3 separate regions of the Zea mays genome follow, and regions 1 and 3 are each linked to region 2. A link is a contact called in public Hi-C data. All regions are on one chromosome and are shown on one strand. Each heading gives the region's core, a stretch centred on a gene start, on an enhancer-like site or on the middle of the called end of the contact. The rest is flanking DNA. Distances are from core to core; before and after follow the strand shown. Region 1 holds the start of LOC100275186. Region 2 holds the start of LOC100383309 (hydroxyproline-rich glycoprotein family protein). Region 3 holds the start of LOC103645777.

Region 1 (4,592 bases), core at 781-3,280, 230 kb after region 2:
TCACATTATTACAGCCCTTGTTTGTAATTCCTAATGTTCATTGGTTTCTTCAGGTGCACCTCTCCTCTCATAAAGGCAAAGCATATCCTATATCACCAAATACAAGAGCAAGTCAGGCCATGGATACAAGATGTAATACCATATGCTGCCATTATTTCAAATGGAGTAATTTTGCACACCTAAAGAAAAAACTGAAGTGTTTTTTTATTACAAGTACAAGTTTTTTCCTTCAGCATAGCTCATGACCAAACTGAAAATAAGAGCCAAGCAAGTTACAAGGAACTATTTTGCATGCTCCATTGAAGACATGAGCAAACACATAGAGCAACAACCAAAGTAGTACATGTTACAAATATCTGCAAAAGAGATGACTTCGTTCTAACTCGTTGTCCTCACTTCTCTTCTGTGCTCAGCTCCTAGCCATGATCAGATGCGCTTGTTTAAACCTATAATAACCACAGTTAATATGTAGAAACCCCATCTTTTTTTCAACGAAAAAGAACAGATAACTTTTTTTTTCTTCATTGGCTTGATCTAATCAACAAGCATGAAGGACCTTGTATTACTAAGACTTGCTAGCTGGAACTGATGATAGGTTCAGTATTTCATGGATGATTAGGTTGCACAACTAAGTGACAGGAATCCATGTCACTGAGAACATTAGATGAAAAAACTATTCGCTCAACAATTTCAAGCACCATAAGAATGCCAATTTCATTACTAAGGTGCAAAACAGAGAAATGCATTGAAAAGGTGAAGAACGATAGCACCTCATGCATCAAAGACAAACAAAAACTCTATTATTTATGCATGGGACAGGGTTTTAAATAGGCGTCACTTTTCCTCAGAGTTTAGACTTTAGAGAACCACAATATTATGGTCGACATGTAAGTTGCAAGTCTATATAGCTAAAACCAGATCTTAAGGTTTTATGGATAAAGAGGGCCAATAATGCAACAAGTGGATCAATCAACACGATCGCAATGACTAGTCCTAAAGAGGCTGTATTCTTTCTATTTACAACTAGGATGCTATCGTTGCGCCATGCACACAGCGGAGCCAACCAAACTTTTTACTTAAATAAAAAAAGACCACAAGAAACCATACCAAACGTAATTTATAGTGACAAGCTATACTGGCAATCTGGCATCAAGCTACTACAAAATAAAACAATACAATGACTGCAACTAGTTTTGAGATGAACTGCTAGCATTTAAGTTCTTCTCACAAGTGTAACTCTGAAAGGCATGTTGAATAAATTCGTTATTCATCACTGCATACATAAAGATCCCTGTTGATCAATTTTTGTTAACATTGCAAAAGGCAAAAGATTCTATAAAATATAAGCTACTATGGACGTTCACAAGTTTCCAAATTGACATGCCCTATTTCACACTGAGAGCCCCCGATAAGTCAGAATGAACACACAGTCCTAATTCCTAAAGCGGTAGCTCCTATATGAACCTGACCTAAAAAACAGTCAATTAGTTGGTGATAACTCTGATACTGGACCGATTAAAATAGCTTATTTCACAACCATAGACATCCACAGTATCCAGAGCATGCAGCACCCAAGTCACCCCACAACCGGTCCAATTATTTGACAGCATGCCATTATCCCCTCCAATGGTAACAGCCCAGACAGAGGATTACCTTGCGAGAGCGAGCTCCAGCACGAGGAGTCGACGGCGATGCAGGACCTAAGCCGCGCGGCCGCCACCGCGCTGTGCAGCGGCATTAGAGTCTCCAGCCCCGCCGACGCCGCGGCCGCCGTCCTGCACCGAAACCAAACGGCCGATGTGAGCGCACAAACCAAAACCCATCCGGACCAATCGCCAAGGAGTCAGCTGGCTACCTGCGGAGGATTCGGGCGGACCGGGCAGCGGAAGGCGAGGCAAGGGAAGGCAGTGGCGCTCCGAGGACGCGGCCAGTGAGAGGTGCGGAGCGGACCGCCGACCTCACGGCGACGGCGACGGCGGCGGCTGTGCGGGACAAATACGCCATTTTCTCTCCCCCTGCCTTCTCGCGTCGGTGTCCATCGTGCGGTTGGAGAGGCTAAAACCCTAGACGCTACTTGGTTTGGGCCGACGAACCTTCATCAGGAGGAATTTGTATGGGCCGGAGGCAGAAATTTAGAAAGCCCATGGAATTCATGGAAGCTGGAGAACAGATTTGCTCCAGTCTTGTAAAAAAAACGAGTAAAATACACACTTGTCTTCCTGTGCCTACCCGCTCTATAAACTTACAAAACGTATCAACCCGATCCCCGATCCGTAAATGTTAATAGCTAAGTGCACGTGCGTGCGACAGTATCTTACACTTAAGATAGATCTTACTCAAATAGAATTACGGGACGTTTGGATCTCTTTATTTTAGAGGAATTGTAATTTCCTCAATAAAGTAATTTATTTAGTTTAAAATTTGACATTCCACCACTTTTCAAAATTAAGATATAAGTATATCTCAAATTTATGAGGTGGAAGATGAGAAATAATTTTATGCATTAATAGAATTTGTTTCTACTTTGTAACTTACATGACACTCTTCGTCTCACTCCTCTATAGTAAAAATATAGCACATAAATATCTCCGTCATCTTGCTAATAATAGTATACAAGTATATTTTGCATAAAACCGAATTAGTTTAATTGATATATGTCTAAATTCATGAGGTGGGCATGCACGGTTGGATGGCGTGGGGCGGTAGAATAGACGGATGGGACGGCAGAACGGTAGGCTCATTCTAAAAAGATGTAAGAGACTTTTTTTAAAAAAAAATGACGCAGCACGACCGTTGAAACTGATGCTTTAATATAGTAGAGATTTGATATAGACGCAAACACGCACAGAGAGGCCTAGGATGCTCACGCGTGAGCGCATTGACGCACGAAGAAACCGACGAAACTCATGTATTATATAATAGTAAAGATAAATATTTTATGTTAGAGGAGCAGCGATCCCATAACAGGCGGCTAGCTAGGGTGGTTACACCGCGCGTAGGTAGGGGCAGGCACGATATCGAGGGAGATGGTATACGCGGTTGGATGGTGTGCGGTGATAGAACGGACGATGCAGAAGTGTGGGCGGTAGAACGACGTGTTCATTTTAAAAGATGTAAGAGATTTTTTTGTAAAAAATGATGTAGGACAACCGTTGAAACTGGTGTCGTACCTCGTCACCGGGAGGAGTGGCCGGCGACGACGACGCCTCGGTTCCATGACAGGGAGTCTATTCATCGCGCTTCTACTGCCCGCTAACTCCGGTCTGCTCTCGTAACCAAAGAGAAGATAGACATGGGTAGTTGGGATTAGGTGAAGGTGACGGCGTTGCCCAGCGGCCTCACCACCAGGGTTATTGGTTTCTCTGGCATTAGGAATTCGAGCATGAGCATGAGGAGGTGTTGCAGGAGCAGGCCTAGCGGAACAGGAGCGACAACGGCGCAATGGACGACGGCGGGGACCACAAGGAAGTTGCCAGTGTTGGTGCCATCACCTGCGGTAGCTACACAAGTGGAGCACTTAGTGCATACCGAAACGGAAATGTGATCTTAAGCTATTTCTAATTGTTTTGGTGATTAAATACTGAACATATCACTTTAGACTGACTCTTGATGTAAGCATGAGCATATGTTTAGAGAAAGCAAATTGAAGACAAAGAAGTCCAAATTAGTTGAATTGGAAGGCCAAAAGCGCAACTTTTGGAAAAAGCTATAAAATATTAGGTTTAAGTACTTGAATAAGTTGCACATATATTATATTATGTTTTTTGCACCTTTATTTGGCTACTAACTCTTTTGTGCAAGAAAAGTGGCTTTTGGACTTAGTAGTGACCATATTGTAAATCCTTGAGAAAAGAAGTGAGAAAGGATTATGATTCTACCACTTAGTCAATTGTTTTAGTTGCTGACTATATTTGTCTAATTGTTAGGAAAGCTCTCAATAAAAGTCAAGAGAAGTTGGAGAAGTTTGGCTCAAAAGAGCCAAACTTAGACTGGCCTTAGACCCATCGGACTGTCCGTTGTGCACCGAACTATCCGGTGATGTGTACGGTCGAAGATGCTGTTCTCAAGAATTTTAATTATAAAATTCACCGGATAGTAAACAATACATTGTCCGGTGCACCAAACAAGGTTTTCAATGGCTCTCTCTTCGTAGGCGGGCGCCAGCCACCAACGGCTAGCTTACGTGGCAGCTGTCCGGTGGCACATCGCATTGTCTAGTGCCACACCGGAAAAGGAAGTTCGCCAATCAGATCAGGTGCCGACTCTTGCTGACTGGATTCCTAATGGCGCACTGGATTGTCCGATGATCTCGCGGACAGAGAAGTTTCCTAGCTTCCTTATGGAGAAGGCAACCGCTCCTAGGACTCTTGAGGCTATAAAAGGAGCCTCAAGGCGCCCTCTTCATGTATCCAAGCACCACAAGTGCACACTACAACTTGGAGGATCTGCGACCATGTTGTTCAGTGTTTTGAGAGAGATTTGAGCGTATTTTTGAGCTGTTACTCTGTCGTTTTGTAGTTGCGCTATTGTCTTTGATTTTGTGTGTATTGTTGCTACGTTATGTACTTATGTGTGTTTTAGCTTCCTCCCTT
Region 2 (4,893 bases), core at 1,543-4,042:
GCACGCAGCCACAGCCACAGCGGCAGCGAGCCGAGGGGGAGAGGCCCCACGGGCCACGCCATGCTATGCTACTCGCCTCGACTGCTGATCCTCCCCCTCCCACTCGTTCCCCTCTGCTACTACCCTGCATGCCATGCACCGCTAATGATCGTCGTCCGCGACAAACCCGGAACCCAAGAAGACAGTGTCAATGGCAGCACCGGCCTCCCTCATCGACCATAATAATACCCACACACCACACCACGGCAGCTGGCATGCTGCACAGTAACAATGTCCACTGATCGCAACGCAAGCTCCATCTCCAGTCAACAACGAGTCAATGCATGCACAAAAAAAAGGGGAGGGAGGGAGCTCAAAGCAGATACCTAGCACTAGCAGCAGCAGCAGCAGGAGGACACGTTGTACTTACTACTACTACATGCACGCGAGCGAGACGGACCAATGCAATGCTACACACACGCTTCCATTCCACCACCTCCAAAAGAATTCGGAGTCACACAGCCTCCAACAAACAATGAATCACGCTTCACCTTATTTACATCCTGGTCGGTCGGTCGGTTTGTCGGTCGATACCTGGATCATGTTGTCGTCGGAGCCCAGATATAGCCGCCCGGCCGCGACGGACGACGGATCGCACAACGAACGCCGGCGCGGCGGCAGATGAGCCGAGCCGAGCTGAGCTGGGAGAGGTGTTGACAACGACGGACGGTCAAGGCCGAGCGTTAGTTGCCGGCCTGCCCGGCCCGATCACCGGGAGGCGGAGTCGCCGCTGCGGTGGTCGGAGACGAGGGCGTGGATGGCGCTGGAGAGGCTGTTGACGGCGGAGACGAGGCCCGCGAAGCCCTGGCGCCGCACCTCCGTGCGCTCCTCCTCCAGCCGCAGCCGCCGCTCCTCCAGCTCCAGGACCTCCCGGTGCCGCCGCTCCCGCTTCTCCTCGCACGCCACCAGGGTGCGCGCCAGCACCGTCGCGCTGCGCACCACGCTGGACCCCAGCCGGTTCAGCCGCCGCCGCTTCGGCTCCGGCTCCGCCACGGCGTCCGACCCGTCGTCGTCCTCACCGGACTCCGACGACCCCGTCAGCTCCTCCGCTGCACGTACACATCCACGATCCATCCATGCAACACGTCATCAAAAAAACGCTGCAGGGAGGGACCAGGCTGGCTAACATATATAAACTGCACAGCAGTTACTACCATATGCATTGCGACTTATGTATATAGCACACTGTAATCTACTTAAACTGCGAAAACAACAAACAGGCTGGAGTGCTGGACAACAAAAGGTGCTTTGTTAGTTCGTTTCAACAGTTGCTCCAAGCTTTCAGGCTTTTAGAATTGGATCTTGCCAATGCCTTTACAAAGTGACTGCGACCTTTGTTTCTTACTTTGCATTGCTTCGCCTGTGTAGTAGTTCTTATACTAGCCACATGAAATCTATTTTCTCATTTTATTTTGTCATCTATCTCTGCAATGCAAGTAAAACCCTCCATAAACTATAGAATTCGCCGCCTACTTTGCCCTGCATGCATGAGCTGCGCTGCACTCTGATGAACGCTGCTTTATTCTCATCTCCCAGCGCTATCACCACTGCCACCCACCGGGGAAGAAGGCACAGTAAAAAAAAGTTAAAAAGCGAGCCCCCCTACCCCGCCTGGTGAGGTAAATAATTAGACCAGCTCGAGGGAGCATCTGATCTCCCCCAATCATAACGCCTGGCTCTAAGCATATAAATAACATCGTGGCGATCCAGGGGCCCACGTGTCAGTTGAGACGAGACGAGACGACAGACGAACAGTAAATGGAACGGGTAGATAGATGTAACAGCAGCTTGGTGTTAAGTACGGGCGCGGCGCGCGCCGACCGACCATACCGGAAACGGACGTCGCCGGCGGAGGCACGGCCGCCGGAAGCGGCAGCGGAGGAGGCGGAGCGCGGGGCTGGACGATGGGGGGCTTCGGTGGCGATGGAGGAGGAAGCGGCGGAGGCGGAGGCGGAGCAGGCAGCGCGAGCTGGGGTGGCGGCGGGGCGGCCGTGATCGCCGCGCCCCCTCGGCGCGCGGCGCGGCGGGAGAGCACGTCGGTGAGCGCGTCGAACACCTCGGGCGCCAGGTTGGTGGGCAGGTTACGGTCCTTGCGCTCGTGGCGCTCCATGGCCCAGTAGGACGGGAGAGCCCTCGTGGCCGGCGCGGCGGCCGGCGCGGCGGCGGCGGCGCGGGACTCGTAGTCGCGGACCTTCTTGTAGTCGCGGAGGAGGTTGTCCCACTTGTCGTTGCACTGGTTCTGGCTGCGGAGGCAGCCGTGGTTCCAGCAGTAGTTCTCCACCCACTTCCAGCGCTGCTCCGCCGAGCGCGGCGTGGTGGGCGACCCGGCCAGGGCGTGGGCGTGGGCATGGGCGCCTCCGGCGCGGCGGTCGTCGTCCAGGCGCTTGGCCGTGATGAGGACGAGCGTCTCCTGGAGCGTCCAGTTGCCCTTGCGGTAGTCCCGGGGCGCGGACGCCGGGGACGGCGGCGGGGCCGCGAGCGCCGGCGACGGCGGCGTCATGTGGCCGTGCGCGTGCGGGCGGAGCAGCGCGAGCGGGGACGCCCCGACGCCGGACGAGGACGACGGCGACGGGTCGGAGGCGGCGGCGGGCGTCATGGTCGCTGCCGCCGCCTTGGCTACGGTGTTGTCCGACATGCGACGGCTGCAGGCGTGGGTGGGTGGCTGGCTGCAGGGCCGCTGCTAGCTACGGCATCGGGTCGGGACGCGACGAGCTAGGGGAGGGCGGTGTGGTTGGGTTTGGGTCGGACGCGCGGCGAAGGCTGGCGAGGAGGCCACTGGACTGGGCACCCCCGTATTTACATGGCCACGGCGTTGTGCTGGCCTGGGTTTAGTGGTGGCGTTAAGCTTTAACCCACCCAACCAAAGAGGTGCACTGTACGCACGCAGCAGTGCAGTTAGAGGGCGTTTCGCTTCGGATCGGGCGCAGCGCAGTGCAGTGCAGTGCAAGGCTTGGAGCGTGGCAGTGGCAGGCAGGGCGCTCCATGTGAGTGGGGGATCTCATCGGCCGCGCCCGGTCAGGCTCGTTCACGTTCCCGGCTGCTCATCCCTCTCGCCCGCCCGCCTCCTGCTCGTTTCCCGCGGTTCCTTTTCAGTTTTCCCAGTAACCTTTTTCTTCTCGTGTCGTCGTTCACAACGCTTGCACGCAGACGCAGACGCTTCTGTTATGCTAGTACTTATCACCGGCCTCGAGCTAAATGGCTGGGGCTGGCGAGTGAGCAGTGAGCGCTTCTGTTCGGGGGCTTGGTTGTCGCGGAGCCGAGCACCGCCACCGGGGTGTCCCGTAGCTGCCGGCGTGCCGCGTCCTCACCTCATCCTCTCCGTGCAGGGGGACCCCTCCCAGCAGTGACCGGCCACGCCACTTCTGAGCGCGTTGGCCCTGGCCTGTTCCGCTTCCGCCTAGGAAAGAGGACTCGCTGTTGGCCTGGCCAGGCCGGGCCGGGGTGTGTGTGATTGTGCTTGTGCGTGCCTGTGTGCGTGCTTGGACATATGCGGAGCGAGCGTGCTGCGCCCGGAACAGTCGCGCCACAGGTCCTCTAACAGTAAAAATAAAAAATAAAAACGGAAGAAAAAGAGAAAGGAAAGAAGCCAACCCCCCCCCACAGCACAGCAGTGTCGTTTCCCCCAGAAAGAAGATGGTGTTACGTGTTTACATGCATGATGGATCTAGCTAGAGCTAGTTAGTGCTATTATGTGCCTATAAAAGTATCTTAGTAGCAGAAGAAGACGGTGTTAAATTAACTATGGTTCGACGGCAATCATCTACTCTACTTGCCAAAAGTTCCCCCCACAAGTGGTTGCGATCACCACGGGGATCGGAGCAGCAGAAGCACCCCTCTCCTCCTAAACCTAGGCCGAGGTCCACCGCTGTTCATGAACTACTCTGCTAGCCGTAGTAGTACGTGTTGTAGAGACGCGGCGCTTGGGCCTTCTGCTGCCCTTTTCAGCGGCAGCGTCGTGTTCGTCCGTAGCGGAACGGGAACCCCACAACACCTGACCACACTACCGTAGTCATTCACCAAATGGCGCCTTTTTTTTTTTTTTTTTGGCTAGCAGCTAGGACTAGCGCAGCGTGCTACTGCGATGCAGCCGCGGTATAGGCTGGATTCTTGGGTTGCCTTTTGTATCGTAAACAAATATCATGCTGCCTGCGTTGCTGCTTATTAATAACTGAGAGTGGAGTGGACCTGAAACGCAGGCGTTTGGGCCGGAGCCGGACGGAATGGAGTGCGGGCGTGCGGTGCAGTGTGAGACCAGCGAGAACTGAGTGCGGAAATCGCGTTTCAGGCCAAGGCCTTTTTCTTCGCGCGGAATGGGCCCACACAAACTGCATACCTATCTCTGTGTGTCTATCTATCTTATCTTATTATACAACTAAAATACACGATATATCCCCAGCAATCGCACACCAGGCTTGCCCCCCCCCACCCCCACAAATTAATTGAGGATGTTATTAACCAAAAATCATTATCCAGCAGTTGATTAAATAAGGTCCTCAAATGTACTAACTTCCGAAATATCCTTTTTTAGACCCTGACTTTGGATCCTCTTGTGCACTCCCCGTAGCCTATTTTGCGCGTCAATCACACCGTAAAATCATTTAACATCCCCGTAGTCCCCACCCGTGTACAAATGATGCACTACGAATGATTGGAGCTGCGGAAAGGATGAATTTAACATCCTCGCTTGACAAGCACGTGTACAAATGATGCACTACGAATGATTGGAGCTGCGGAAAGGATGAATTTAACATCCTCGCTTGACAAGCATGAAGATGACCATTCCAAAAATTTAGAGGAAAATGACCAACCGTGATTCATACAGAATGAAAATATTAATAAAGAGAAGAATGATGA
Region 3 (4,894 bases), core at 863-3,362, 140 kb after region 2:
CTCCATATCCAGACCCGAACCCTCTGACTGTGATGAACCAGCATGCGCCTTCCAAATACCTGAGGACTGCATTATGCAAGTATCATCTAGTTCTGTAGATTTTTGAATCCTTCAACGTTATAAACTGTGGCATGGGAGATCAGAACCCTGAAAATGAAAAAAAAGGTACTAATTATGTTTTAAAATTGATGCAGGACTGACCACAGGAAAAAAGAAGTCCATAAGTCATCAACAGAAGACGGACCATCAAGAATTAAACCTACAAGTTCACGAATCAGAGAAAATATAAAACTAATATCACAGCACCACATCGAATTGCCTAAGAAAAAAAGTAAAAAAGGTTTTTTAAAGAACTTTGCAGAGAAAAAGTGCAAAGTTCTCTAGAGGTACCATTCCTCCAAGTAGAATAACAACAGGTGGAAGAATGATAAATCAAGAAGACTAGTGGTCATTTTTTCCATAATGAAAATAGATTACCAGTAAAAGTGCACAAAGGAAGCATGGATTCAGTAGAAACATGCACAATACCAAGGATCCACATCGTCTCCTATTCTGCAGATTAATCAATGTTCAACTTGAGCAGATAAGGCATGCAACAATGAGCTGTTGGAAGGACAGTGGAGGAAAGCCTAAATAGTCTCATCATCGTTGGCTCCTGGATCATATGGAAACACAGAAAACGGTATGTTTTTTTATGGCATCCCCCACCCCCAAGTGTTACTGCTGCTTTAGTCCGAGCGGGGAAGAGAGGCATTTTTTGGGAACTTGCAGGGGCTAAGGATATATTTTTCTTAACAGCCCCTGCTGTAGCTCCTTAGTTCTTAGCTTGTTTCTGGTAGTGCTGTTTCTTGTTTAAGTTCAATGGATCCCTAGGTGTATTTTTATTTGAGTGTGTCGGAAGGATGATTGGTGTCAAGAGAAGTCGTTTAAGTATGGAGTTGTAACGTTTCTTTGCAGCTTTTTTTGGGATTTTCGGACAGGTGAGTTCAACCTGTAAGCTGTAAACTGATGCTTTCGTCTTTGCTAATGCTAAGATTGGGGCAATGCCCTAAAGCTCTAAAAAGAAAACGGATCATCAACATAGTATTATTTGAAATGCATTTTCCATAGTATTATTATTACCACGATTAACCAAGTGCTACTGCGACAAGTTCATTAAGTGGTCATAGTATTAAGTCAGAAGGTTCAGGTTTTGAAATTCCGAGTTCGTAAACTTTAAACTCTGGTGGCCTGCACTAGTGCTGCCTCTAGTCTTTCACCACTTTGCTAATAATGGGTAACTGCAGTTAACTGCTTGCTAATAACAATCATTAATTTGGGGATCCAAACCAAAATTCCATATACAAGCATGATGACCATTCTTGTGTTGCGTCCTGTGTAATGGCCGGCTGCGAGGTACAGAACGAACAAGCCTTCTTACCTTGCTGGTCCGGACTCCGGAGGGTTGGAGAGACCGCCTTGCTGGCGCTCCAGCAGATCTGCAGCAAGAGGAGGAAGAGATCAGGACGGGGAGGATCTGAGCGGCCAGCTGCCAGCGGAGGGTCAACCCTGGTCTCCACTCCACAGTCCACGCGCCCCTCAAAAGAGGTAGTAGTGAAGTAAGGGTTGTACGCCCAGCCGCGAGGAGAAGGAGCAAGCCGGCGGCGAGGGCGGCGCAGATCCGGCCGCCGGATCCGCGAACCGCGTCCGCGCAGCACAGACCGCCGGCGGAGGGGCGCCCGCCCAAAATCGACGAGGACTCGGCCGGAGGGGGAGGGGGAGGAGGAGCTGGCGCGTAGAGCCGTAGACTCTCACCCGGAATTGCGGAGGAACTCGCCGGAGCTGGGCCGAACGTTCGCAGGCGGAGGTGGAGAGACCTGACGAGCGAGGCGTCTGGAGGCGGCGCGGTGCGGCAGAGGACGGCCGCGTGCTCGTGTGACTGCGGAGGGAGGCGTGGTGCCTGGCGCGCGGCGGGGTTCAGGGAGAAGGAGCCGCCGGTGGTAGGACGAGGCGGCCAGGATGCGGAGTCATGCTGCGGGCAAGCAGCTCGCCGGCGGCGGCAGGCGGAAGCACGCCGTCTGGACTCTGGAGGAAGAAGGAGAATGGGGTGGGGTGAAAAAGGGTGACGGGGATAGAACAGGAAAAGGGCACCAGCGAATTTCGGTCAATTCGAACAAAGAAAAAATGGAGCAAATGCACGAGTGGGTCCTCTAGATACTGGCACGAATTTAAAAGTCTTTTTTTAATTATTATTGCCTCTTGAGCCCGTGTGAGTGTGACATGGCCAAGCATGCCTGGGATAGTTTCTCGTGGACTCGTGGGTCATGGCATCAGCAGTAGAATTGCGAGTTGGAAAATGATGATACTCCCTCCGCTCCATTTTTTCCTCTAGATGTTCTTTTAGTAAATTTGAATAAAATTAGATAAGTTGGACTTCAATAGACACCACACCAGCTCTATTAAAGTGACGCATGACAAATCAACACCAGCTATGTGGGTATTCCTGGCTGATGTGACATTGGCATACTACATATTATGGATGTTATGGTCGTCATAAAATAAATTGTACTCTAGTTCTTTTTTTATTTACCGTGTTTTAATTTTTTATTTATCGTGTTTTAGTTAAAAAAAATAGCGGGCGCAACTATATTTATTTATTTATGCGTTAATATAGTAATTTACAGTTGCAGCACACGAGAAGGTTTGCTAGATACTATGAAAAGAAGAGCATTAGTCCAAATGCAACAAAACAAATGATGCGAGAAAAGAAAATGACAAAACACCCCGGCCACCAGGCCTACTGTTGTCTTTGACCTGGATCTTGGGGCAAGGTTGGTCGAGCGTCATCAACACGACCCTGTTAACATGGGTCCATCCACTTGGCAATCACCGCTGTTCAGCGCAACTAAGCACAGAGCGTACGGAGACGAACGAACCTAAACATAGCTACCACCTCGTTCACAAATATATAACGATAAACCTTTTTAGTCTCAACTTTTTGACCACTTATCTTATGAAAAAATAAAATTCTGAACCTACACTTATGGTTTATTGTGTATATACCAAACTAAATTGCAGTGAAATTAGTAAAAAAAAAATTTGAATAATTGAGACTAAAAGAAAGTAAAACGTCATATACAAGGCAAAGGCAGCACGCAGGCACCAGGCTGAGATCTCAGGACAGACTTGTGATATTTATTAATAAGTATGAAAGAGTGACGCGATGACACTTTCAGTGCCAGTCAATCTTGATTTATTCCAGACAAGACACAACGGCCTTCAAGGTAAGGTAAATATAAAAAAAGACTCGGCAACCATCAGGGAGCAGCGAAGCGATCCACGATCCACTCCAATGTCCAAAGGCAGCCAGTGATCCAATCTCACTCAGGTCCTGCAAATCTGCAGAGGAGCCACAGCTCCGGCCATCTCCTCCCACGCCGCGACCTGGACCAGGTCCGGGATGCCCTTCAGCGCCAGGAGCCGCTTCCTGCATTCCTCGGCAGCGGCGATGCCCGACGAGTAGGCGCCGTGCACGGACCCCGAGTGCTCGGCACTGGCCGCCTCGCCGGCGAAGTGCAGGTTCTCGACGGGGGCGGCGAACCTCGCGCACACGTCGGCCGGCTTCGCGACCAGGTCGCACGAGTAGGACCCCAGGGAGTTGGGGTCGGAGCCCCATCGCGACACCAGGTACTGCGTCTGCAACATACCACACCAAATGCAAACGCGTCAGCCACATGGACAACCTTCATGCTTACTAGCTCAAAGTAGATGAGTTTTACCGGTTCAGTGGCATCCGGGAGCATCTTCTTCAGGTGAGAAACGACCAGGCCGACGGCTTCCTTGTCCGACAGCTTCTCCACCTCCTGGGCGAACCTTCCGGCGGCCATGTACACGAGGACCGGATTGCCGGTGGCTTTGTGCAGGTTCAGGAAGTACCCACAGGCTTTGGGCGTCGGCCCGACCATTCCCAGCACCTCGACGTTGGGCCAAAAGACCCTGTCGAAGTGCATGGCGATCTTGTTCTCGGTGCCCACGCCGAGGTCGGCGATGGCGGAGCTCTTCCACTGGGGCAGCTCAGGCTCGAACTTTATTACGTTCGCCTTGAGCACGCCGAGTGGCACTGAGATTATGCAGGCGTCGGCCAAGTAGCTTGTGCCATCTTCAGTAGTGACCTTGACTCCATTGTGCTGGCGGGTAATTTCGGTGACCCTGAAGACCATCATCATTCATTCAAGTGAGCAGATTTATTTGTCACTGGATATATAATGAAGTAAAAATAAATGGAACTGTGGTCGTTCCTTTCAAAGTTGCCTTATACTCCTTTCTGTCTTGAAACTTTGAAAAGAACTACCACAGTTCCAATTATTTTTACTTCATTATCCAGTGATAAATAAATACTCTGAAAGTATTTTCTCATTCAAATAAAGTGGGCAAATTTATTTATCAATCGACAATGAAGTAAAAATAAATAAATACTTTGAAAGTATTTGCTAGTGCTGTGTCCACCCAACTAAAACTTCCATGGGACTATGAGTACAATGCTACAAGTTGGCAACCAGATCCAGCAATATAAGACAGTGCGGAAAAACAAACCTTTGGTTAAGCCTGATGTCAAGACCTTGAGCAAGAGCTTCAATAACAGGATAGTACCCATTTACCATCAGTCCATGTCCACCAGTAAGAACACGCTCCTGCAGATCAGAAAGGGATGGGAGATTAGTGACTGAAACAACTTGGATCAACCAGCCAAATTCTGGCAGAGAACTTAAATTTCATAGGAACTGAACAGGAATTTCAAGGGAATCAGTTTAATTTCACAGGAAAAAAACTTTCAGCATTCCAAAGGTGCCTAAGGATGTTAAAATTTGACTAGATTGTTGGCTTTCACTTCGCTCCAGTGCATAGCACGAACCTG

What was found. A called contact is a pair of places that touch in the nucleus more often than the background predicts.
Region 1: a contact with region 2 is called in a Hi-C map of leaf, with 4 times the contacts expected there. The contact joins the promoter of LOC100275186 here to the promoter of LOC100383309 in region 2. A contact is called at or near these places in 2 of 25 Hi-C or Micro-C datasets (leaf and tassel).
Region 3: a contact with region 2 is called in a Hi-C map of bundle sheath, with 2.5 times the contacts expected there. The contact joins the promoter of LOC103645777 here to the promoter of LOC100383309 in region 2. A contact is called at or near these places in 7 of 25 Hi-C or Micro-C datasets (bundle sheath, ear, leaf and 4 more).

What each region holds. Positions count from the first base shown.
Region 1 is chr2:2,535,203-2,539,794 of Zm-B73-REFERENCE-NAM-5.0, reverse strand. LOC100275186 reads right to left here and starts at 2,030. Exons shown (of 3, transcript NM_001149336.1): 1 at 1,856-2,030; 2 at 1,654-1,775; 3 at 1-446. The coding sequence starts at 2,004. The coding sequence ends at 427. It overlaps LOC109944465 (a long non-coding RNA gene), which reads left to right and starts at 4,408. Exons shown (of 2, transcript XR_002267499.2): 1 at 4,408-4,592.
Region 2 is chr2:2,767,620-2,772,512 of Zm-B73-REFERENCE-NAM-5.0, reverse strand. It overlaps LOC100383309 (hydroxyproline-rich glycoprotein family protein), which reads right to left and starts at 2,792. Exons shown (of 2, transcript NM_001175967.1): 1 at 1,870-2,792; 2 at 193-1,088. The coding sequence starts at 2,674. The coding sequence ends at 748.
Region 3 is chr2:2,623,873-2,628,766 of Zm-B73-REFERENCE-NAM-5.0, reverse strand. It overlaps LOC103645777, which reads right to left and starts at 2,112. Exons shown (of 7, transcript NM_001347050.1): 1 at 1,795-2,112; 2 at 1,421-1,478; 3 at 1-147. The coding sequence starts at 72. LOC100191603 reads right to left here. Exons shown (of 10, transcript NM_001137032.2): 7 at 4,892-4,894; 8 at 4,573-4,670; 9 at 3,759-4,188; 10 at 3,078-3,675. The coding sequence ends at 3,364.